Linked DNA regions of Mus musculus: regions 1, 2, 3, 4, 5 and 6 are each linked to region 7. Evidence: chromatin contacts called from public ChIA-PET, HiChIP or PLAC-seq, Micro-C, capture Hi-C and promoter capture Hi-C data. All regions are on one chromosome and are shown on one strand. The core of a region is the stretch at or near the end of the contact, and the rest is flanking DNA. Distances in the headings are between cores, read along the strand shown.

What was found. Promoter capture Hi-C pulls out the DNA fragments that hold promoters and counts their contacts. A called contact is a pair of places that touch in the nucleus more often than the background predicts. ChIA-PET counts read pairs in DNA pulled down with a chosen protein or histone mark. HiChIP or PLAC-seq counts read pairs in DNA pulled down with a chosen protein or histone mark. Capture Hi-C pulls out chosen DNA fragments and counts their contacts.
Region 1: a contact with region 7 is called in a capture Hi-C map of macrophages, with 4 times the contacts expected there. The contact joins the promoter of Insr here to the promoter of Map2k7 in region 7. A contact is called at or near these places in 4 of 39 promoter capture datasets (cranial neural crest, hippocampal neurons, pre-B cells and 1 more), 1 of 484 Hi-C or Micro-C datasets (embryonic stem cells) and 1 of 9 other capture datasets (macrophages).
Region 2: an RNA polymerase II ChIA-PET map of memory CD8 T cells shows a contact between it and region 7, with 16 read pairs. The contact joins the promoter of Arhgef18 here to the promoter of Map2k7 in region 7. A contact is called at or near these places in 2 of 39 promoter capture datasets (pre-B cells and stem cell-derived epiblast-like cells) and 2 of 115 datasets of contacts at active chromatin or transcription factors (bone marrow-derived macrophages and memory CD8 T cells).
Region 3: a promoter capture Hi-C map of pre-B cells shows a contact between it and region 7, with 4 times the contacts expected there. The contact joins the promoter of Pex11g here to the promoter of Map2k7 in region 7. A contact is called at or near these places in 24 of 39 promoter capture datasets (the 3T3-L1 cell line, 3T3-L1-derived adipocytes, the C10 cell line and 14 more), 1 of 484 Hi-C or Micro-C datasets (embryonic stem cells), 4 of 115 datasets of contacts at active chromatin or transcription factors (bone marrow-derived macrophages, extraembryonic endoderm stem cells, memory CD8 T cells and 1 more) and 3 of 9 other capture datasets (adipose tissue, embryonic stem cells and macrophages).
Region 4: a promoter capture Hi-C map of the HPC-7 cell line shows a contact between it and region 7. The contact joins the enhancer-like site here to the promoter of Map2k7 in region 7.
Region 5: an H3K4me3 HiChIP or PLAC-seq map of stem cell-derived neural progenitor cells shows a contact between it and region 7, with 29 read pairs. The contact joins the promoter of Zfp358 here to the promoter of Map2k7 in region 7. A contact is called at or near these places in 8 of 39 promoter capture datasets (the C10 cell line, cranial neural crest, embryonic stem cells and 4 more), 1 of 484 Hi-C or Micro-C datasets (epidermal suprabasal cells), 9 of 115 datasets of contacts at active chromatin or transcription factors (bone marrow-derived macrophages, embryonic forebrain, embryonic midbrain and 5 more) and 4 of 9 other capture datasets (adipose tissue, embryonic stem cells, liver and 1 more).
Region 6: a contact with region 7 is called in a Micro-C map of embryonic stem cells, with 2.2 times the contacts expected there. The contact joins the enhancer-like site here to the promoter of Map2k7 in region 7. A contact is called at or near these places in 3 of 39 promoter capture datasets (cranial neural crest, embryonic stem cells and pre-B cells), 2 of 484 Hi-C or Micro-C datasets (both in embryonic stem cells), 2 of 115 datasets of contacts at active chromatin or transcription factors (bone marrow-derived macrophages and embryonic stem cells) and 1 of 9 other capture datasets (liver).

Annotation. Positions count from the first base shown.
Region 1 is chr8:3,278,242-3,281,113 of GRCm38.p6, reverse strand. Insr (insulin receptor) reads left to right here and starts at 1,497. Exons shown (of 21, transcript NM_010568.3): 1 at 1,497-2,085. The coding sequence starts at 1,986.
Region 2 is chr8:3,352,092-3,354,997 of GRCm38.p6, reverse strand. It overlaps Arhgef18 (rho/rac guanine nucleotide exchange factor (GEF) 18), which reads right to left and starts at 1,561. Exons shown (of 29, transcript NM_001370668.1): 1 at 1,268-1,561. The coding sequence starts at 1,271. Gm30369 (a long non-coding RNA gene) reads left to right here. Exons shown (of 5, transcript XR_870091.2): 2 at 78-145; 3 at 1,191-1,292.
Region 3 is chr8:3,466,172-3,469,286 of GRCm38.p6, reverse strand. It overlaps Pex11g (peroxisomal biogenesis factor 11 gamma), which reads left to right and starts at 1,639. Exons shown (of 5, transcript NM_026951.3): 1 at 1,639-1,715. The coding sequence starts at 1,656. It also overlaps a transcript of Tex45 not described here.
Region 4 is chr8:3,258,896-3,262,015 of GRCm38.p6, reverse strand. Insr (insulin receptor) reads left to right here. Exons shown (of 21, transcript NM_010568.3): 2 at 3,082-3,120. Among named protein-coding and RNA genes, the nearest start is that of Insr, 19 kb to the left of the region's middle. Within about 2 kb of position 1,590, at least 58 of the 459 cell types and tissues checked have an H3K27ac peak or open chromatin away from gene starts, as enhancers often do. A contact at or near this core is called in the HPC-7 cell line, where this site is marked.
Region 5 is chr8:3,491,834-3,495,048 of GRCm38.p6, reverse strand. It overlaps Zfp358 (zinc finger protein 358), which reads right to left and starts at 1,911. Exons shown (of 2, transcript NM_080461.2): 1 at 1,740-1,911.
Region 6 is chr8:3,399,340-3,402,257 of GRCm38.p6, reverse strand. All of the region lies in intron 10 of Arhgef18 (rho/rac guanine nucleotide exchange factor (GEF) 18), which reads right to left. Among named protein-coding and RNA genes, the nearest start is that of Gm46029, 26 kb to the left of the region's middle. Within about 2 kb of position 1,502, at least 10 of the 459 cell types and tissues checked have an H3K27ac peak or open chromatin away from gene starts, as enhancers often do. A contact at or near this core is called in embryonic stem cells, where this site is marked.
Region 7 is chr8:4,237,371-4,240,195 of GRCm38.p6, reverse strand. It overlaps Map2k7 (mitogen-activated protein kinase kinase 7), which reads right to left and starts at 1,456. Exons shown (of 12, transcript NM_001164172.1): 1 at 1,163-1,456. The coding sequence starts at 1,286. Lrrc8e (leucine rich repeat containing 8 family, member E) reads right to left here. Exons shown (of 3, transcript NM_028175.2): 3 at 2,726-2,825.

The sequences.
Region 1 (2,872 bases), core at 248-2,747, 960 kb after region 7:
ATCCCCCTGCCTCTACCTTGTGAGTAAAGACATTAAAGACCTGCTTCCCAATGCTTGGCTCTTTGTTTTAGCGCTCTCTCTCTCCTCTCTCTCTCTCTCTCTCTCTCTCTCTCTCTCTCTTTCTGTTTATGTATATGTTTGTATGTGTGTGTTTATGTGTGTGTGTGGTGTGGTGTGCTAGGCCAAAGGTTGACCTTAAGTGTCTTTCTCTATTGCTTGCCACTTTACTTTTATTTTTACCTTTTTTTTTACAGATATTGTCAAACCCATTGCACAGACCAGCAGCCACAGTCCGGGTCTGAGTGAACATGTGAAGCAAAGGATAGAGGACTCTGTACTGCACATATTCCTAAGGCACCGACAGGGTTAGCGCCTCATGATGTGGTTGAGCAGGGCTGCTAGTGAATGGCTTTCTTAGACATACAGCCACCTACTGGTATGTGTGTTGAAAATGGAGTTATGTCTGCTCTGATCCTATATGAAGTTTCTAACGTGTTTCTAGAAGCCTTGTTATGTTCTTCTAGAGTCATTTCCTTATTGATTTCTGCTGGAATTCAGTGCTGGGTGGAGGGGGCGCAGGCCAGGGAATACAGGCTGCCTGCATTGTGGACACGTGGCTGTGGCCTGGAAGCTGGTGCCTCCAAGCTGCTGGGCGGGAGCTCACTGGGGAGGGAACTTGTTGGGCGCCTACTAGCTCCTCGAGAGAGCCAGGGTTGGGAGAATCTCGTAAGACATTGGTAGCATAGGCTGTAAAGAAAAACAGAATCAAAGGTAAAGAATTAAAGTGAATTCCCCACGGGAGTCAAAAAAATAGTAAAAAGGAGTAAAGAAAGACAAAATGTGCTTGGTTGAATCTGGCATCTAGGGGCATATTGGGGTGTTTATGTCCTGGGGTATCTGGCGGCATTTCCAGACTTTAAAATTGTTATTTCGGGGTAATTTGGGGTGTCTAGATCTGGCGGAGATCTAGAGTGTGCTCCAGACCTTTAAATTGGAACCTCGGTGTTACTTGTGTTTGCTGCAGTCAGGAGGGGACCTGGGGGCGTCCCTAGGCTTTTAAACTGGAACCTCAGGCCTGTTTAGTGGTTTTCGAGTCAGGCGGGGATCTGGGGACCCCTAGGTTTTAAAATCGGAACTTTGGGACTCTTTGGGGGCGTTCGTGTCAGGTGCGGATATGGGCAGCTCCGGACGTTTGACAGGTGAGTCTTAGAGTTGTTTGGGTGTTTATGTTACACTGGTATCTGAGAACGCTTACAAGCTTTTAAATCGTAATCTTTCTAAGCCAGCAGTTCGGGGTGTTGGGATTGGAAGAATCTGAAGTGAGCCTCGGGTCTCTGAAGTTGCGGGTTTTACGGGGCAAGGGGGCAAAGGGGCCGAGGAGGCGAGGAGGCGAGGAGGCGTGGCGTTGCCAGCTCTGGCCACGCCTCCCCGAGCTCTGCTGGCTTTCTCCCCCTCCCCCCCCAGCGGGCCTCACTGGAGCGCACAGTCCCTTCCCTGTCTTAATCCGCGCCACCTTTTCCCTTGGCCCGCGCGGGCCCAGCTGACGGGCTGCGTTGTTTACGGGCTGGAGTCGAGCCCTAGCTCCCGCCGCCACCACCAGCCCAGGTGCCCTCCAGTGCGCGCGTCCCTCTGTCTCAGACTCCACACAACGCGACCCACCCAGAGCTGCACGGAGGGCAGAAGCAGGAGACCCGGACAGGAGACGCACCGCGGTGAGCTCTGGACTCTGGGATTGCGGGCACGGGACCGGGCCTGGGTGACCTGCGGGCCGCGCCACGGTGTTGCTTGCGGCCGAGGCCTCTGTGCTCTTCCCGGGACTGTCCCCAGGGCCCTCTAGGCTGGAGAGCTGCGGCCTGTGAGCCACGGGCGTGGAAGAGAAGGACGTGCGGCCCCGAGCGCCTCTCCAGAGACCTTCTCACGGAGTATGTCCCCAGTAGGCCGGCGTGGCGTGCTCTGATCGCCGGGGTCCCAGCACTCCTACTGCTATGGGCTTCGGGAGAGGATGTGAGACGACGGCTGTGCCATTGCTGGTGGCCGTGGCCGCGTTGCTGGTGGGCACAGCCGGCCACCTGTACCCTGGAGAGGGTAAGTCTGGGACAAGAGGCGATCACAGTATGTCGGGGACACTTCTCCCACCGCCCCAGCCAATCTAGAACCCTCACCCTAAGGAGTGAGGGTCGGGGACACCCCTCTCCACCGCCACAGCCAACCTAGAGAATTCTCCCTTTGGGCTGAGTAATGGGGACAACCCTTCCCATTGCTCCATACAACTTAGAGCCCCCCAGGCCCCACCAAGGAGTCAGGGTTACAGACACCCATTTCACCACTCCAGCAATATAGTCCTTTCACGAGAGTTGTGGACATTTCTCGTTCTTCTTCCATCAACCTAGAGCCCCCTCTCCACGGACTGAAGGTTGAAGACTCCCGTAGCGTCCTTGTGTCTATGAAGAGTCCCCTCCCTATAGTGATCATCTTTACACTGGGGAAGGGGAAGAGTGGGTTTGGTGGCCCTGGCCCTGCGTGAAACCCCGGCTGACCTTGGCCTTTGCTCACTGGGCTTGTGGCTCTGTACCCCGCGTGTGTCCATCTCGGGTCTGAGGAACCTTGCCCCAGTGCCCGCCCAGGCTTCGGGTGTCTGTCCCCAGTGCACCTCTCAACTGTGTCTGTTCTTTTCTCTAACCCCAAATCTGTCCTCTGAGGCTCTTTGAGGTTGCTTTAAGTAAGTATGGTTACTGGGTTGCAACAGATTCAGACATCTGAGCAGTTTAAACCCAAAGCCAGGGGTATCCTCTTCGACGGAGGACACTTGTTGGAGAATCGACCCCTTGTGGCTGCTATGTTTATAATTCTCTACTTCCAGATGTCTAGAGGC
Region 2 (2,906 bases), core at 312-2,811, 890 kb after region 7:
CATGCTCAAAACCTGTTTTTTTTTTTCATGAGTTTAGGGGAGCTGAACCAAGTTCTTATTCTGTGTTATCTCCCTAGGTCCTCTTCAAGACCCATGAAAAGCTGCCTCAGACAGGAATTTACAGTCACAAGAAGGGTGCTTAAAGGTGGGTACAACTTGGAGTTTTCCCTCAGAAACCAGGGTGACTCTCTTGGAGGGTCAGCCCTGTGGGAGCCACATTCAAAGCCTGTCTCCTACCTAACTCACCACCTCCGTTAGAGTGGTCAGCTCTAAATCCACTGATACATGGCTCCAGGGGTCGCCTTCCTACACCCGAGAGTGCACAAAGTCAACAGAAACTGAGGAAACTGTAGTCTTGGGTGTGCCTGGTACAAACCACAGCCTGCCTCCTCACCTCACTCCATTCCGGCAGTTGTTGTGGGAGGTTCCTCAAACTGGGCCACAAAGGGAGCCACCAGTGACTCCCCAGGGTTAAGGGCCTACAGCTGGAGGGCTATTGAGCAGAGGGTGGTCCCCATTTGGAAGACCTGGAAAGATCGGCTTTTCAGCAGATGTCAGCCTTAAAATTTTGCTTTGCAGACAGGATTCTCCAAGTCTGTGTCAGGCAAGGCTGAACAAAACCCCAGAGCCAATGCTTTGAAAGGTGAAGAGGTCAAGCTGCAGTGTGGTGGTATGCGTGCATACCTGTTACCCCAGAACTGGGGAGGCACAAGTAGGAATGCTGGGAGTTGGAGGCAAGCCTGGACTGCATGGTGAGACCCAGATTCAAAAGCAAAACAAAACAGAACAAGGCAAAACACGGACACCTGCTGAAAAGGCGCTTAGACTTCCTCCCTCATCCCTGGCCCCCTACTCCTCCGTCCCCACACAGGCTTTGCTTACAAAAGGTTCCTTCAGACTCCATCATAGGTCTCCTCTAGACCAGGTGGCCTCTGAACTCCCTATGTAGCTGAGGATAACCTAAACCTCTAATCCTCCTGCCTCCATCTCCCAAGTGATGCTTGACAGCGTACAACACCCAGCTTTGACTTATGCAGTGCTGGGGATGAAACCCAGGACTTTGCCCATGCTAAGCAAGCACCCTATCAATTGAGCTATCTCCCCAGCACCCTCCAGGGTCATTTTAGGATTCCTGATCTCTGCAGTGCAAACAGCTGCCCCACTCTCTTACTGTTGTGTCCCGGCTATAGGAGTCAATCTCCTGCCTCACAGACTCTCAGACGTGCAGATCCCGAAGTGCCCACCACTCTTCAAGATAGTCACTCACCCATGAGTTCCCGATTCTTGCTCAGGTAGGTAACTGGCTTTGTTAACAGCTCTTGCAGCTCCCATGTCACACAACCAGGGTTTCAAGGGACACATGAGCCAGGCTAACCACAGAGTGGCTCAACTCTGCCCAGTTTCCTCTTTCTAAGCCACCGGCTTTTTATGGTTGTCTTCATCAATATTGAGCAGCAGGCAGCAGGGGTCAGCAAGGAGAGGAGAAAACAAATGGAGGTGGGTTATGAGGATCTGGGAGTCCACCCTCAGCCTGTACCTGCCGTAGGCGTCACGGGGAAGTAAAGTAAAGAATGTAAAGCCTCCCACGAGGGGAGGGGAGGGGAGGCAGCAGCACTGAACCCCCACCCGGCAGCTTCCTGTGGCGCCAACTGCTGAAGAGGAACGGGGTGTGAGGGCCTCACCCTAACACTCGGGCACACAAACAGAGACACATGGGACATGCAAGTCACATGTCTCTAGACAGACACACGCTGGAACACACATGGGGACAGACACATATGTGGGTGTGTGGACCCATGGAAACATGTGGAGCTGAACGCTGGGTTTGTAAATGTCTACCAGCGATCATTCTGCTTGGTATCTGTCTGTTTTCCCGGTGTAAATACTGCCACTACCGCTAACTCCACTTCTTCAACTAACGCACTGTTACCAGAGCTGTTAAGGTTAGAGCTTGAGTCCTGGCAGTCTCCTAACAAACCAGATTCAGCGACTCATTCTAAGAAAGTCAGTCGAGGAAATGGCTCAAAGGGTCAAGTGCTTGCTGTGCAAGCAAGTGGAATTGATTTTAGTTCCCCACCCCCACCTGACTAAATAAAGTCAGGGTGTGGTAAGGCCACCTGTGAGAACTCCAGTACTGAGCTGGCAGATAGGAGAATCCCAGGGAAGGGCAGGCTACCCAGTCTGATCCAGTGTTCCAGGTTCAGTGAGAGACATTGTCTCAAAAATAAGTGCATGTGGTGGTGCACGCCTTCAATCCCACTGGGCAGGCAGAGACAGGCGCACCTCTGAATCTGAGGCCAGCCCAGTCTTCAGAGGAAGTCTAGGCAACCAGGGCAAACAACAGTGAGAAGTAGAAAAAATGTATCTATTCAGGGTTGCTGCACCTGTAAGAGGACCAAACGGCCCCCTGCTCCTCCCACCTCTCCCCTCCAAGTCCATCCTTAGAGACCTGGTATTAGATGTAGGTTTAAATAGAAGGCAAGAGGTATGCGCAGGGCTGGAGAGATGGCTCAGTGGTTAGGAGTGCTTGCTAGTCTTCTAGAGGACCTGAGTTCAGTTCCCAACACCTACACTGGGTGGCTCATAACTGCTTAATTTCTGCTATAGAAGGTCCTGTGCCCCTTCTGACCTCTATAGGCACCCAACACAATTGCATGCACACACACGCACATATCCACACACAGACAAACACACATACCCCAGACAGTTGCACACACAAGCACATATTCATATACAGACAAACGCACATACCCACAGCCACCTGCATATATACATTCATATATATACACACACAAACAAATACACATACAGGTACACGCACACATATGCACACATGTGCACACACACATACACACTTAATAATAGGAATGAATATAGACTATCTTCACTCCTACCAGGATGGGTAC
Region 3 (3,115 bases), core at 390-2,889, 770 kb after region 7:
TATATATATATATAATATATGTTATACACACATATATTATATATATAATAAATAATATATACATATTATTTATTGTTATACACTATATATATTATATATATATGTTATACACACACACACACACACACACACACACACATATATATATGGCTCAGTGGTTAAGAGCATCGACTGCTCTTCTGAAGCCCCTGAGTTCAAATCCCAGCAACCACATGATGGCTCACAACCATTCATAGTGAGATCTGATGCCCCCTTCTGGTGCATCTGAAGACAGCTACAGTGTACTTATAATAATAAATAAATCTTTTTAAAAAAAAATACTGTTCTGGGGTCTGTGAATGTGGCTCAGTATAGAACATTAGCTTACCATGCAGAGAGCTCTGGGTTCCATCCCAGCACCACACAAACCAGACTTGGTGGCACACACCTGTCATGCCAGCACTTCTGAGGTTGAGGCAGGAGGACCAGGAGGAGTCCAAGGCCAGTCTTGGCTACAAATTAATTCAGTTGGAGCCCAGCTTGGACTACATAAGATCTTGTTTCAAAACAAATACTCAAAATACTTGTGTCTTCACTCCTCCAAACACAACAAAAAAACAAAACAAAACAAAGCAAAACAAAACAAAACACAGCTGGTTAAGGTGAATTCTCTGGGTGCCCTGCTCAGGTAGATATGGATCAAACACCTTTAGCGATCAACTTTTGTCCTTCCTGGAAGGAAGAGTGGAAGAGAACTTTGACTATTTTGTAGTTGTTTTTACACACACGCGCATGTGCACCACACCATAACTGTGGAGGTTAGAGGACAGCTAGCACCAGAGTGGGTTCTTACTTTCAACTATGCCAGTCCCAAGGATGGAACTCATGTCTTCAGGCTTGACCTACATGCGCCTCTACCAACTGTGCCATCCTGCTGGCCCAGAGCTCCCTATGTAGATCTGGCTAGCCTGGAACTCACGGAGAACCTCTGCCCCCTGAATGCTGGGATTAAAGGTACTTGTTCCCTGCCGAGCTCATTTTTCTTCTAAAGGTGCCTTTTAGCCAGGTAACTAATGATATCTAATATAACATATCTAATGATGTCTTGGAGCCTTGTGCCACATGCCTATCATCCAGCATTTGGGAGACTAAATAAGGAGTGTAAGGCCAGTTTGAGCACATGGTGAGTTCAAAGATAGCGTGAACTAAATGAAATCCTCAAAAAAAAAAAAAAAAAAAAAGAAAGAAATCTAATCACCCCTCAAAGAAAGTGAAAATCAAGATGCCTTGTGAGAGTACACCAGTCACAGATGCTCAGAACAGACAAACTGATAAAGCAGGTACATGAAGCCCACAAGTGAAGCTTTTGATTGTCCCCACTCCCCGCTCCCCCCCCCCCCCGCCCGTAGGCAATGAATTAATTTTTGAAACATTTTGCTTGCGGAGTTGCCTAAGCAGCGGTGGAGCGAATTTCAACAGGCTTAGAAGGTCATTCTGGGTGTCCGTGGGCAGGGAGGACAGACGTGGCAGTAATACATTTGCAAACTGGGTTCGGGCTAGCACGCCTACAAGGTAGCAGTACTCGGACAAAGGGCAGGCAGTTGCGCCTGCGCGGACCTTCGGACCTTTCCAAAGGAGTTTGACCCCGCCCTGGGTGACGTCACGACCGAGTTGCCATGGCTCTGCTGAACCGTCTGGCTTCCGCGCTGGAGTCCCACCGGGTCCGGGACCGCCTGGTGAGAGGAAGTCTGGGGCCTTGGCGGGACCGGAGTGACCTGGAGTTTGGTCAGGTCTCAGAGATGAGGAAAACAGGCCAGAGAGGGGGTCCTAAAGGGACCGGTGTCTTACATGACAGCAGGCTGTCGGCAGGCTGGTGTCTTACCTGAGAACTTCCTACCTCAGCCTCCCGAATTGCTGGGATTACAGGTGTGTGCCATCACACACAGCTTGAAACTAATCATTTCTGATAAGCAAGTGAAATAATAAAAGATCTGGGACTGTAGCCCACTGCATTCCTAGCATAGACGAAACCTTTAGGTCCTTCCTCAGCACCGCACAAACCAGATATATTGGCACAAGCCAGTGATCTCGGCACTTCTAATGGAAAGATCAGGAGTTCAAGGCCAGCCTGGGCTACAGGATACCCTGTCTCAAAACAAAAGAAACAAAGATACAAGGGCGGTGAGCCTGCTAAATTTCCGTGTTCTAAGTGTCTTACTGAATGGCCCCTCTCTAAAGTCTTCCAAGCAAATGGCTATTTTGCCACCTAGACTGCTTTTTCAGTCCTGCTAAAGGCAGAGCTAGGCGGAAGAGCCTTATGCCCCTGCCTGTGGGCAAAGGAGAGCCCAGGAGGTGGGAAATAGTTTTGTTTTCTGTCATTTCAACCATTGGTGAGCAAGCTAGCACTCTAATGGGACTCCCCATGGCAACTCTTCCCCCCCTCCCCTTCCCCTCTCCTCTCTTCCCCTCTTCTTTCTTTGTTGAAACAGGACCTTGTTATGAAGTTCTGGTTGCCTATAACTTACCTTGTAGTCCAGGCTGACCCTGAACTTTCTTGTCCTTATGCCTCAGCTCCCCAAATACTGGCTGGGATGACAGGTGTGCCTCACCACACCCGGCTATGTGGCACTTTTTGGATTTTGATGTCAAGCTCTCCTCTTAACTTCTGCCTTGCCTGGGATGTTGGCTCAATTGGTAGAGTGCTTGTGCATTGTGCACGATTTGGTCTCAGTCTCAAGTACACCAGATGCTTGTACACCTCTCATTCCAGAGTTTGGGAGGTGGAAACAGGAGGATCAGGAATTCTAATCATGACCACGGTGTCTGGTTAGCCTGGGCTACGGAGACCCCGTCTCAAATTAACAAATTAGAATAATGTTACATCTTTTAAAAAAGGAAGAGAGAACGAAAGAAGCTTTCAGTTTTAGCCAGATTAAGTGCCCCATGCTTGTTATTACAGCCTTGCGGATGCTGAGGCAGGGGCATGGCAGTGACTTGCTGGGCTATGCAGTGAGTGAGGTGAACGTGAGACCCAGCCTCAGCAACCAAAAGAAAGAAACAAAAGATAAAAACCTTTCAGATTGGGTTGGCAGTTTGATGACTCTTAGAACTTTCTGGGTTTTTTTGAGACAGGATC
Region 4 (3,120 bases), core at 341-2,840, 980 kb after region 7:
AGAGAAGGGACAGAATGTCTCTAAGGGACCATGACCCGGAGCTGAGCAGAGTGTGCTGTACACACATGTGATTCCAGTGCTTTGCAGAAGCCAGAACGATCTAGGGAGATAGCTCATCTTGTAAACTGTTTGCCTTTGCTGTGGAAGCATGGGGACAGAGGAGGAAGAGGAAGGAGAGGAGAAGAAAGAGAAGGAGGAGGAGGAGGAGGAGGGAAGGAGGAGAAGGAGGAGGAGGGAGAGGAGAAGAAGGAGGAGGAGGGAGAGGAGAAGGAGGAGGAGGGAGAGGAGGAGAAGGAGGAGGAGGGAGAGGAGGAGGAAGAGGAGGAGGGAGAGGAGGAGAAGGAGGAGGAGGGAGAGGAGGAGGAGGATGACAAGAAAAAGAAGCTGAGGAAGATGGCTCCGTCAATAAAGGATTGCCCTTGCAAGCATGGGGAACCTAACCATCCAACAGCTCATGCTTGTAATCCTAGCTGGAGCAGTAGAGAAAGAGGGGATCCCTGGGGCCCACTGACCTGGCGGTTAGCCTACTCAGTGGGCTCCAAGCCAGAGAGAAACTTTCTCAAAAAGGTAGTAAGAGGCATCTGAGGAAGAATGACACTGTCGTCCTGTGCTGGAGGTGTGGATGGGAGTTGCAAGGGCACAAGATGGGCTCGCCCATATATGTGTGTTCCATATTTGGGGTGTGGTAAACATCGACACAGGTATACCTGTATACTATTCAAAGCCTGGGCTCTTATCTTGAATTCCTCTTTTTTTTTTATTGCTCCTGACAGGTCATGTGACATTGGGGACAAGGAGTTTTATAATTGTTTGAAAGAGTAACTGTTTAGCATGGTGTTTGCTTCCTGGGAAGGAGAGGGTATGTTTCATCTTACAGGTTATAGTATGTTGTGAAGGGAAGTCAGAGCGGGAACTTCAAGGCTGAAGCAGAGACGATGGAGGAACTCTTCTCACAGGCTTGCTTCTCCTGGCTTGCTTAGCTTGCTTTCTAAGACAATCCAGGACCACCTGCCTGGGGTGGCAACACCCACAGTGGGCTGGGCACTTCCACATCAATCATCAGTCAAGAAAATATCCCACAGACTTGGCCTACAGGCGAGTCAGATGAAGGTAGTTTCTAAATCGAGGTTCCCTCTTGCCAGATCACTCAAGTTTGTGTCAAGTTGACAAAACTAATCAGCATACATGGCTTATGGGACAGAGGTTTTTAGGAATATTGAGGACTGTGATTATGGAGTGTGCAGGACTATGGGAAGCCCTGGTGCATTGTGTTGGAATTGGCAGGCACACCATGCTTAGGAGATCAGCACTTCCGTTGTGTTTGGGCAAAGCGATGGAGACTGGATTTCCTGGGAAGCGCTTACCACACCCAGGTAAAAGGGAATTAGACTTTAATTGGTAGCCCGGAGGACAGGCCAAGGAAGTGGAGTCAGCCAGGGAGGTGGGTAAACACAAAACCAATACATTCATTCTGATGTGACTTTTTTTTCCCCTGTCAGTCACTTCCTGAAGAACTTCCGTGCTGAGGCTCAGGGGCACTGAGCTGGGGTCTGCTGCTCTTTCCTCTGCACTTGACATCTTACTCAACCCTCAGTAATCCCGCTGAGCCGATTGCCTCATAGATAGGGTGACGATTATGTTCAGGCTTTGAATCAGGCCTGCCAAAGGAATTATGTTATTTGCTTTTTGAAAGGAATTATTTAGGCATGGTTGCTTTACAGGGAGAGCCATTCATCGGGGCTGGCTTAAGAGTTTGAAATGCAGAGCCCACAATGGGTGACCACAAAGCTGGCACTGTCCCTAATTGTAGCTTTCCCCATCTTGGATTGGGCAGAGGGCTGTCTGCATAGTAGGCAGGGGCCTCTACCTCTGAACCATTGCCCCATCTCCTCCCTCACTGGGGAATTCTATGAAGGGCTATGTACCCTCACTGGGAGATCTAGGCAGGGGTTCTACAGCTGAACAGTGTCCTCCTGTGACACAGGTTATCTTTAAACTCATAATCCTCCTGCCTCAGCCTCTTTATCAATGGAGTTTAAGTGGTCACCATGCCTAGCACATCATATATCATTATCTGTCATCCACAGTTAGGGCAATGGCTGGTATCATAAAGACAAGAAGTAACAAATACTAGTGAGAATATTAAGGAAGGGGAGCGTTTACATACTGTTAACAACCAGGAAGATTGAAAAGGAGTCCTAGTTCTTTTTCTTCCTCAAGTCTTTTGGTTGACTTATAGACGAATGGGTTTCACGCGATGTCATCTTATGTGCATCGATCGTACCTTGTTTATCACCTCTGCTGCATTTTCTGCACTCAGCTCTCTGCTCACCCATTAGTATCTTTCTTTACTCAACTGGTCTCTCTTCTGTTCCTGCCGTGCACATATACAGTGCATATATATCTAATTATTTCATTCTTTCTGGCTACTACCCCATTGTTTCTATATCCCACATTTTTGATCTTATCTCTTATTATTATTACTTTCTTGAGACAGGGTCTCAAATAGCCTAGGCAGGCATAGTCTAGCTCCCACCCATTGACCGCTTATTTCATAACTTGGTTATTGTGAAGATGCCTCTATATGATATGTGCCACATTTTCTTCATCTGTTTTTCTGTTGGCAGACATTTCCTCAGCTGTGGTGAACAGAGCAACAGTGAGAGTAGATGTGCAGTGGAGTGTCTGTGATATGCTGACCTAGAGTGCTCTGGGACATACACCCCTGGTTTTTTTTTTTTTTTTTTGTGTGTGTGTGAGAAGCCAAGACCAATTTCAAGGGTTAGTTGTTCCTCAGGTGCCCTCCATCTTGTCTCTTGAGACAGGGTCTCTTACTGGCCTGGAGTTCACTAATAGAAGTAGCCCAGTGAGCCCTGGGGATCCATCTATCTCTAAATGCCCCCTGCCCTCACAGACATATTATGTTACACAAGCTTATTACATGGGTCCTGGGCATAGATGCTAGGCCCTCATCCCTGTACAACACTTTGTTGTCTCCCCAGTTCTAGGTTCTAGTTCCGTTAGCCGTTCTAGAGTCCCTGGCTCACCTACTTTGCTTTGCCTTTATTATCTGCCTTCTAGTGTGCCCTGGTATGGACATCCGGAACAACCTGACCAGGC
Region 5 (3,215 bases), core at 662-3,161, 750 kb after region 7:
AGGGAGTGCACAAGCATATTCAGCTTATGTGGTACTGGTTTCCTGAATGGTAGATGAGCACTCCACCCTCTGAGCGGCATCCCAGACCCCCATCCCGAGCTCTATGTAGTACGTGGACTTGGGTGTTATGGAAGGCGGTTCTCAGATCTGATACCCTAAATCTGGGGGAAAGGGTGTTGTGGTTCTTTTTTCATGAGGTCATGGTCTGAATTCTTGCCCCACCCTGCAAACTGGTAGATCTGGGGGTCCCTGATAAAGAGGGGAATGTGTGTGACTTGTCTTACCGAAGTAGAATGGGTAGTGGTAAGGATGGGAAGTTAAGGATACCTAGTAGTCCTTCTCTGTCACGGTGAAAACTGCAGGGCTCCTTGTTTGCTTCCAGGAAAGAATTCTAGACCTCTCTAGAATTCTAGCTTGAGTGAGATATGTTCTGTCTTAAACCAGAGGACAGGGAGTGGAAACCTGAGCTAGCAGTGGTGGCACACATCTGTTATCCCAGCATCTTTTGAGGATGAGGCTGGCAGATCTGATCAGCCTGGGCTACAAAATAATAACGTTTTTCAAAACTAAGGAGGGGTGCATACATGGCCCCCTTCTGGGGAAAGGGGCAGAAGGATCACTAAGAACTCCACAGCCAGAGGGTGGAGAGAGCAGTTAATATAGCAATTTTCCAATTGGCTTATAAGATTGTGGATTTTAACCCCTTGGTGAAGAGCCGGTGATAACTATAGCTTGGGGGGGGGCCTCTGGGGGGTTACAGAGAGAACTGGGGGGTGGGGCACAGAGGGCTGAGGAGGAATGTCTTCAAGGGAAGGGAGTTCCTGAACCACACACTCCTTGATTAGGGTATGAAGACTGTTTTAGGGAAAGAGGCAGATGTGGAGAAAGAGTAACACCTCTCTACCTTGGGGCTAAGTGAACTCTTTGTTGGGCTGGGCTCCAGGGGACTAGGGAGACCTACCTGACCCCAACCTCACAGTCAGGAGATAGTACACAGAGGGGCGCTGAGTTTCCCCCAACAGTTTCTCTACCTAGGCCCAACTGCTGGAGATTAGTGGGCAGTACCCCGGGGTCTCCGCCCAGATTTCTGGAGACAAGGTATTTTTAGATTGCCTTCGAAGGAAGCAGCCTCATGAACTCCCATCTTGAATGGAAACTCACATCTGTCTCGTAGATGTGCAGAGGGCAGGTGCACCCCGATCATCTCTTGGGAAAATGAGCTTCCAGAGCTCTACATCCTAAGACTGAATGTGGAAGATAACAATAACTGGGATTTTTCTTGGGATTCTTGAGGTAACACGACACCTCCCTTCTGAACACACACACACTATGGAGTATAAAGTCCCACATAGGAAGAACAATGCCCCAAGCTTCTCTTGGTTTCCAGAAAAAAAGAACCCCCTTCTGAAACAAGGAGGTGTTCTGTTCTGTGGGTTCCGAGCTAGCGGGCGCCTCCACCCATCCGGATCTCAGATTCACTGTAGATTAGGGGGTGGTCCCGCCGTTGGCCGGATAAACGTACTAGGCCTGAGCTCCTCCGGACCCCCTTCCCACCGCGTCCGCCACCTTGACCCCCCAAGTAGAGCGCTGGCACCATGTACTCTGCAAGGGGTGCGTAGAGATAGCCTGGGGCCGCGCCCCGCACCCTGCTCTTAGTGTTGAGGGGTCTCCTCCCAACCACCTCCCCCTTTTGTCCAGCCTTCCCCAATCCAGCCCGATCCGCTTTCGGGGTCACTCACCCGATGCCCCTCGCCCCTGCCCGGCCTGGCTGCACTCGCGCTGGCCAGCCGGTGTCTCCCCGCCCCAGGCTTGCAGGAAACCCCACCGATCGCCAGACCCGCTGGCGGCCCCCTCGGCCCAGCGGCCCCGCCAGGCACTCCCGGGGAGCGAGAGGGGCCGGCCGAGGGCCGCTGCGGGAGCTGCTGGGACTTGTAGTTCGCTCGAGCCCTCCGCGGCCGGCGCCATCGCTGCCCCCGCGCCGCCCCACCCCACCCCCCCGCCCCCGGGCCAAGCCTTTGTCCCGACCAGGGCCACCCGAGCTGGCGCGCGTCCAGTCTTTGTTTGCGCCCTACCAACCCGCGCCACCCTAACCCTCCATGCACCCATGTGACTTTTCGGGCCCCTTCTCCGACCCCCGATCTTGACTCTCCATCTGTATCTCTGTCTCCATCTGTCCATCTTTCTTCCATTCTGTCCCCTCCTCTCCATCTCTTTCATTATCTTCTTTAAAAAATGGATTCAGTGCCTATGCATGCCGTGTTGCGCATGGGGAAATCAGTAGATAAGTTCCAGGAGTCCGTTCTCTCCTTATTCCATCCCAGGGATAGAACCAGGGTCTGCAGGCTTGGCCGTGCACTTTTACATGCTGAACTATCTCTCCAGTCCTCCTTTTTTCCCCATTCTCCTTCTCTACCGTAATTTATTTTTTCCTCTTTTAATTTCTTTGCCTCTGGCCCAGTCATTTTCTCTGCCTCTGCCTTTTGTCTCTGCCTACCTTTGTCTTGCCTTCTTTTTCATTTCTCTATCTTGTTTCAAACACCAGCTATCATGATACTCAAATTATATAAGCAAGAGGCCGGGGGAGGGTGTGCTTTGAGAAGGCCTGCAATTTAAATATGCACTTGTCTTTTCTTCATCTAGTATTATCTCAGAAAGTTTAGGGCTGTCAAAATGGCTCAGTGGGTGATGGTTTGTGGTAAGACAGGTGGTTAGAGAGGTGACCCAGTCGGTAAACTGCTTGTTGCAGAAGCTGAAGACCTGGCTTGAGATCTCTGTCACCTATGTGGAAGGACAGATTCAGTGGTGGGTATCTAGAATCCTAGCTTTGAGGTGGCTGAGGCAAGAAGACCCAAGGGCTCACTGGCCAGCCAGTCTAGCTGAATCAGTGAGCTCCCAGGGTCATTGTGAGACTGTGTCTCAAAAAGTAAGGTTGGAGGGACAACCAAGTGGCTTAGTGGGTAAAGGTGCTTGGTGAAAGGCCAAGGACCCGAGTCTGATTCCTTAGGACCAACATGGGTGGAAAGATCAAACTATTTTCTAACCTCCACATGGAAGATATACACACACCACTACATAAATAAATGCAATTTTAAAAAATTAAAATAAGGTGGGACCCATTGAGGAAGACACCTGAAGTCAATCTCTCTAGTCCACATATATGTGTAAGTACAAGTTCTCCCCCTCCCCTGTCTCTATCACACAAGTGCACACACACA
Region 6 (2,918 bases), core at 253-2,752, 840 kb after region 7:
CACGGTGGAAGGAGAGAACTGACTCTCCCAAAATGTCCTTTAACCTCCACATATGGCCCTACCCATAAATCAATAACCTGGTAGTCCCTGAACTCTGGTGTTTTTGTTTTTTGTTTTTTTGAGACAGGGTTTCTCTGTGTAGCCCTGGCTGTCCTGGAACTCACTCTGTAGACCAGGCTGGCTGACTCAGAAATCCACCTGCCTCTGCCTCCCAAGTGCTAGGATTAAAGGCGTGCACCACCACACCCAGCCCCTGAACTCTCTGTTAACCCATGCCCTGGACCCCATGCAGGAAGAGTGGGTCCACACCATCACCCAGATTCTGAGACACTAAGTCAGCTGTCCCCTGTCTTAGTCAGGGTTTCTATTCCTGCACAAACATCATGACCAAGAAGCACATGGGAGGAAAGGGCTTATCCAGCTTACATTTCCACATTGCTGTTCATCACTAAAGGAAGTCAGGACTGGAACTCAAGCAGGTCAGAAAGCAGGAGCTGATGCAGAGGCCATGGAGGGATGTTCCTTGCTGGCTTGCTTCCCCTGGCTCGCTCAGCCTGCTCTCTTATAGAACCAAGACTACCAGCTCAGAGATGGTCCCACCCACAAGGGGACACCCCCCCCCCCTTGATCACTAATTGAGAAAATGCCTTATAGCTGGATCTCATGGAGGCATTTCCTCAACTGAAGCTCCTTTCTCTATGATAACTCCAGTTGTGTCAAGTTGACACAAAACTAGCCAGTACACCCTCTATCTCATTTGTGGCCTTCACACCTCAACTTTTACAGCGCCACACAGCCTAGAGACAGAACTGTAGAAAGGCCAAATCTAAGGGGTAGGGAGACGGCTGGGGTAGTAAAGTGCTTGCTGGGCAAGCATGAGGACTTCATGTAAAAAAGCCAGGCTATGGGAGTATGCTCCTATCATCCCAGCTTTGGGGAGGTGGAGACGGGCACAAGCATGCACACAAACACACCCCAACCTCATTCGCATTCACCCTTACCACAAACACTGACCAACAATGATTCATGGGTCAGACAGTTTTAATTTGTAAATGAAGTCTTATTGGAACAAGGTCACGTCTTCATTTTCTCCTTTCTCTATTCCAACTCCTCTATCCCCTGCACCACATTCTCCTCCCAATTTCCTGTGCTCTTTAAAAAACAAAAAACAAAAATTAAAAACAAAACAAAACAAACAAAAAACCCCAAACTTGTGGTGCACACTCACTGTTGCTGATATGTATGTACCTGGTGACAGGAGCACGGGTAGCCTTTCAGGGACCACATCTGTGAAGAACCCCAACTCTCCTTCCAACTGTCAGTGACTTCTCAGTTAGGGGTAGCACTTCATGAGCCCTTCCCTGTCCTCACTGAGACGTTGGCTGGTTTGAGCTTGTGCAGGCCACTTTGCAGAGAAGTTTGCTGGTCCCTCTACTGTATCTAATTAGCTTGTTCTGGAAGGGAGGGCCAATTCCACCAGGCAGGGATCAGTGGGAGGTGAGGGAACACCCATTATTATTATGCTTGACAGCAGAAGAGATTAGAGTGAGGGAAATGCAGAGGGAATTAACTATGGGCAATCATCCTGAGCGCCAGAGTGCTAAGCCTGCAAACTGGGAGCAGGCATTTTGTTCTCTGAGCACCTTAACTTCCCCACAAGCCTAAGGAGGCTACAACAGCTTAGAGGCTAAAAACACTGGCTGTGCATGCAGAGGACCTGGGCTCAATTACCAGCATGGGCATGGAGGCACACAACTGTCCACAATTCCAGTTCCAGGGTAGCCAATGCCTTCTGACCTCCACAGGCACCAGGCACAAATATGGTCCATTACACGCACACCAAGAAAAAAACACTCACGCACATAAAATTAAGATGAATATTAAACCTTTAATCCCAGCACTTGGGAGGCAGAGGCAGGCGGATTTCTGAGTTCGAAGCCAGCCTGGTCCACAGAGTAAGTTCCAGGACAGCCAGGGTTACACAGAGAAACTGTCTCGAAAAACCAAAAAAAAAAAAAAAAAAAAAGAGAATTAAAAATTTTTAAAGAAGCTTCTAACATAAAAAGAAGAATGCCAAGTATTCATGTAAGTAAATGGGGCTAGCAAGATGGCTCAGTGAGTAAAGAGGATTGCTGCCAAGCCTGGCCACTTAAGTTCGATCCCCAGGCCCAGGCCCAGGCCCAGGCCCAGGCCCCATATGGTGGAAGTTGAGAATTGAGCCATGCAAGTTGTCATCTGACCTCCACACAAGCCTTCCTGCCATACAAAATAAGTAAAAATGCACTAAAATTTTTTAAATGTAAATCAGTAGCTAATTCCTATGGCAGGAAAATTCCAGAACTTTGCAAAGGCCTCCGTTAGCATCCTTTTTACAACTAAAATGGTGTGAGCTTGAATATATTTTAACATATCCGGCGTGTATCAAGGTCAGGGTGCAACCTGGGAGGGGGGTTGATGGGAGGGACATTTTCTTCCCCCCACCTTTGTCTTTAAAGATAGAGTCTTGTCCTTTCCCGTTTTCACATGTGTGAATGGGTGTGTGTGAATGTGTGTTCATGTTTTCCATGCATGTGGATACACATATGTGTATGGGTGTCAGTACAAGGGGTGTGTGTGTCATGTTCAAGCAAGCATTTGGAGGCCTGGGATTGCCATTGGGAATCACACACAATTAGTCTTCCACATTATTCACTGAGGCAGAGGCTCCCAGTAGAAGCAAGGGCTCACCAGTATGGCTAGTCTCCATAGTCAGTTTGCTCTCGGGGTCCCTTATCTCTGCTTCCTGAGGCCAGAATCACAGGTGTATTGCCAACCTTTCATTTATGTGGGTTCCGGGTCTGAAGATGATCAAATTCTGGTCCTTCCCCCTGAGCAACAAACAGTCTAACCATTTTCCAGCCCCTTTAAGGTGGTTACCT
Region 7 (2,825 bases), core at 207-2,706:
CTCTTCAGGAAGATGATCAAGCTGTGAAGGTCAGTCAGGCCAGGTGGCCAGGTAGTGAACAGAATTTTCACCTACAGGAGGCTGCCTTTCCCCTCTTACCATAGTGACCACACAGACAACTATAGTATGTATACTCCAAAGATTACATCACAGAGGATATAAAGAAGACATTCTGCTGAATCAAGAGGGACAGAGGAAGGGTTGGACAGAGAGGGGAGAAAAAAAGCCAGATTCTTTCAGCAAAGACAACTTGGGACAGGGGTATCTGGGATACAACAAGGATGCTAACTGTGGTCATGGTGGACAAGCTGGATGTGTGTCTAGAAAGGAAGAGGAAGCACTTTTGGTACAGGACCGTATGTCAGGAGGCAGGCCCAAAGACAGTAGGCTCAGAAAGGAGGTGCGTTTCTACTCGATGGGACTACACTGGTTACAGGTGTCTGTAGTAGTAGCAGTCACTTGAGCCCTGTAGACAAAGGCTGCCAGGCTGAGAGATGGCTATGTGTTTCCTGAGGGCTAGACAGCAATAGTGAAAAGTAGTTGGTCATTAGAGATATGAGGTGCCCCTGTATGTAGGAGGCAGTGAGCTGGGTCCAGTGACAAGGTCCTTCCAAGCTTAGAAGGAGCCATCTGATATGACCAAAGAAGTCAAATAGAAGCCTCCAATCAAAACGGATGTAGATGAGGACTTAGTGACCTACATGGGCAGATAGGCATGCACGTGTGTGGACTGTCTGCTAGGGGAGGGGACCTCTTGACAGTCACTGACTCGGCAGGAGTGGAACCACTGAATCAGAAGAGATATAACTGTTTGCAGAGTTAAAAGACTTGGTTGTAGTCACAGCGGCGTAGCTTCGAGTCTGAAAGCCTGCAAGGTGCAGGTGACAAGGCTCCGGAAGCCGACCACAGGGTGAGGGACTAAGCTCTCAGGTACCAACGGTGTGAACTTCGGGACCGCGGTACGTGGGCGGAGAGAGTCGCCCTGGAGACTGCCCACCCGACTTCCAGGTCACCGTGACCCTCTCCCTGCAAGCCGACAGCACAGAGAGTGGAGGGGAGGAGAGCTAGCGCCCCGGAAGCGGGGGCAGGATCTGCCCGGTGGGCGGGGCCTCCCAGTGCGCGCCCCGCCCCGCCCGCCCCTCCCCCACGAGGCCGTGCTTACTGGGCCTGGGCCGCTGTGGGCTGATATCCAAGTTGAGGTCGATCCTCCTGCGGGCCTCACGGTTCTCCTGCTTCAGCTTGGCTTCCAGGCGGGACAGCTTCTGCTCCAGGGAGGACGCCGCCATCTTCCCCGCCGCCGCTGCCGCCGCTCACCGCCAGGCCACCCGTCAGTCCGGGGTAGACAAACACCGCACTGCGCCTGCGCTCGGATGACCCCGCCGAGCCGCCGTCCTGCCTAGACCACCCCAGCGCGTGCCCGCCCTGCCTCGCGTGCATAACGCCGCGCGTGCGCACTGGGTTCCAGTAGGAAGCTGATGCCACCTAGAGCCCGAGGCGGGCCTCATGCATTGTCATGGCCTATCGCTGCCTTCCGCAGTGCGCATGCGTGAAGTTTCAGGCGATTAAGCGCTGTTGGAAATCACTTAAAAAAAAAAAAGAAAAAAAGAGAGAAAGCGAAGTCCGGTCAACCGCACGCCTGCGTGCAGAAGCGGGAGACCGGCCAAGCTCGCGCCTTTACTGCACACGCTTACGGCTGTTCCCAGATTATTCTTCACTTCGTGTGCATCTCTAGGGCGCTCTGGTGCCCGCGCCCTCACGGAACAACCTTCCTCGTCTAGGACGGTCTTTCATGAGGACCTGTTATGCTTAATTGCGGCCTGAACTCTCGCTGTTAGCATGGAGCCGCCTCCTCACCGTAATTAGGTGCCCATGGTAATCCCTTTCCATTTCAGCCAGTCCCAGCACAGTGAGAGTAGCCCTGACAAGTGGAGAGGGAATCCAGAGTTGGTGATTCCTGAGCTCGGTGTCAGAATCAAGGTTAAGGCCAGACTTTCTGCCCCATTCCTATCCTTTCGCCCGGAGAATCCGGACTTGAAACCAATGTTATCTGAAGACAGTCCCTGGGGTTAGATGCCTCTGCCCTGCTAGCCCCATCCCCACCCTGCATTAAGTTCTTCCAAGAGTGCTAGGATAAAGTTTGTGTGTAAATTCGGGTCGTTGAATGTGCAGGGACATTCAGCAAGAGACCAAACCCAGGAGGTCAGGCTGCGCACAACTCCGGAAGCAACAGTGAACACTTTGGGATGGGCCTTGGCCTTTAAAGGCTTCTTAGAACTCCTTTGGTAATGACCTATGGGTGGAGCAGAGAGAAGCTTAGAGTTAAAAGGATAAAAGAGGAGAGGAAAATTGGATTGGTTTTGTTTTGTTTTGTTTTGTTTTCGCAACAAGGTTTCACTGTGTAGTTCTAGCTGCCCTGTAACTCTGTAGACCCGGCTGGCCTGGAACTCAAGAAATCCACCTGCCTCTGCCTTCTGGAGTGTTGGGACTGAAGATAGGCATCACCACCATCCAACTGTTTTAGAGGGTGGGGTGAGGTAGATTCTTTAGGAAAAAAAAAAAAAAAAAACCTAGGCAGAAAACTACCCAATTTCTCTTGATTCTACTTCACCTCGTTGAAGTAACTTGGATATCCTTCCTCCCAGGACAGACAGCCTGATTTGATAGACAGGTGTCATCATTTGGCCCCAGTTATAGGCAGCTTAGACAATCATACTGTACAAGGAGGTGGAAATTACCGTTCTCGTTTATTAAGCACCCAGTGGTATATGCTCCCCTGCACAGGAAACATTCAAAAGAAAATCCCTGAATGAACTGGGAAAAAAGGT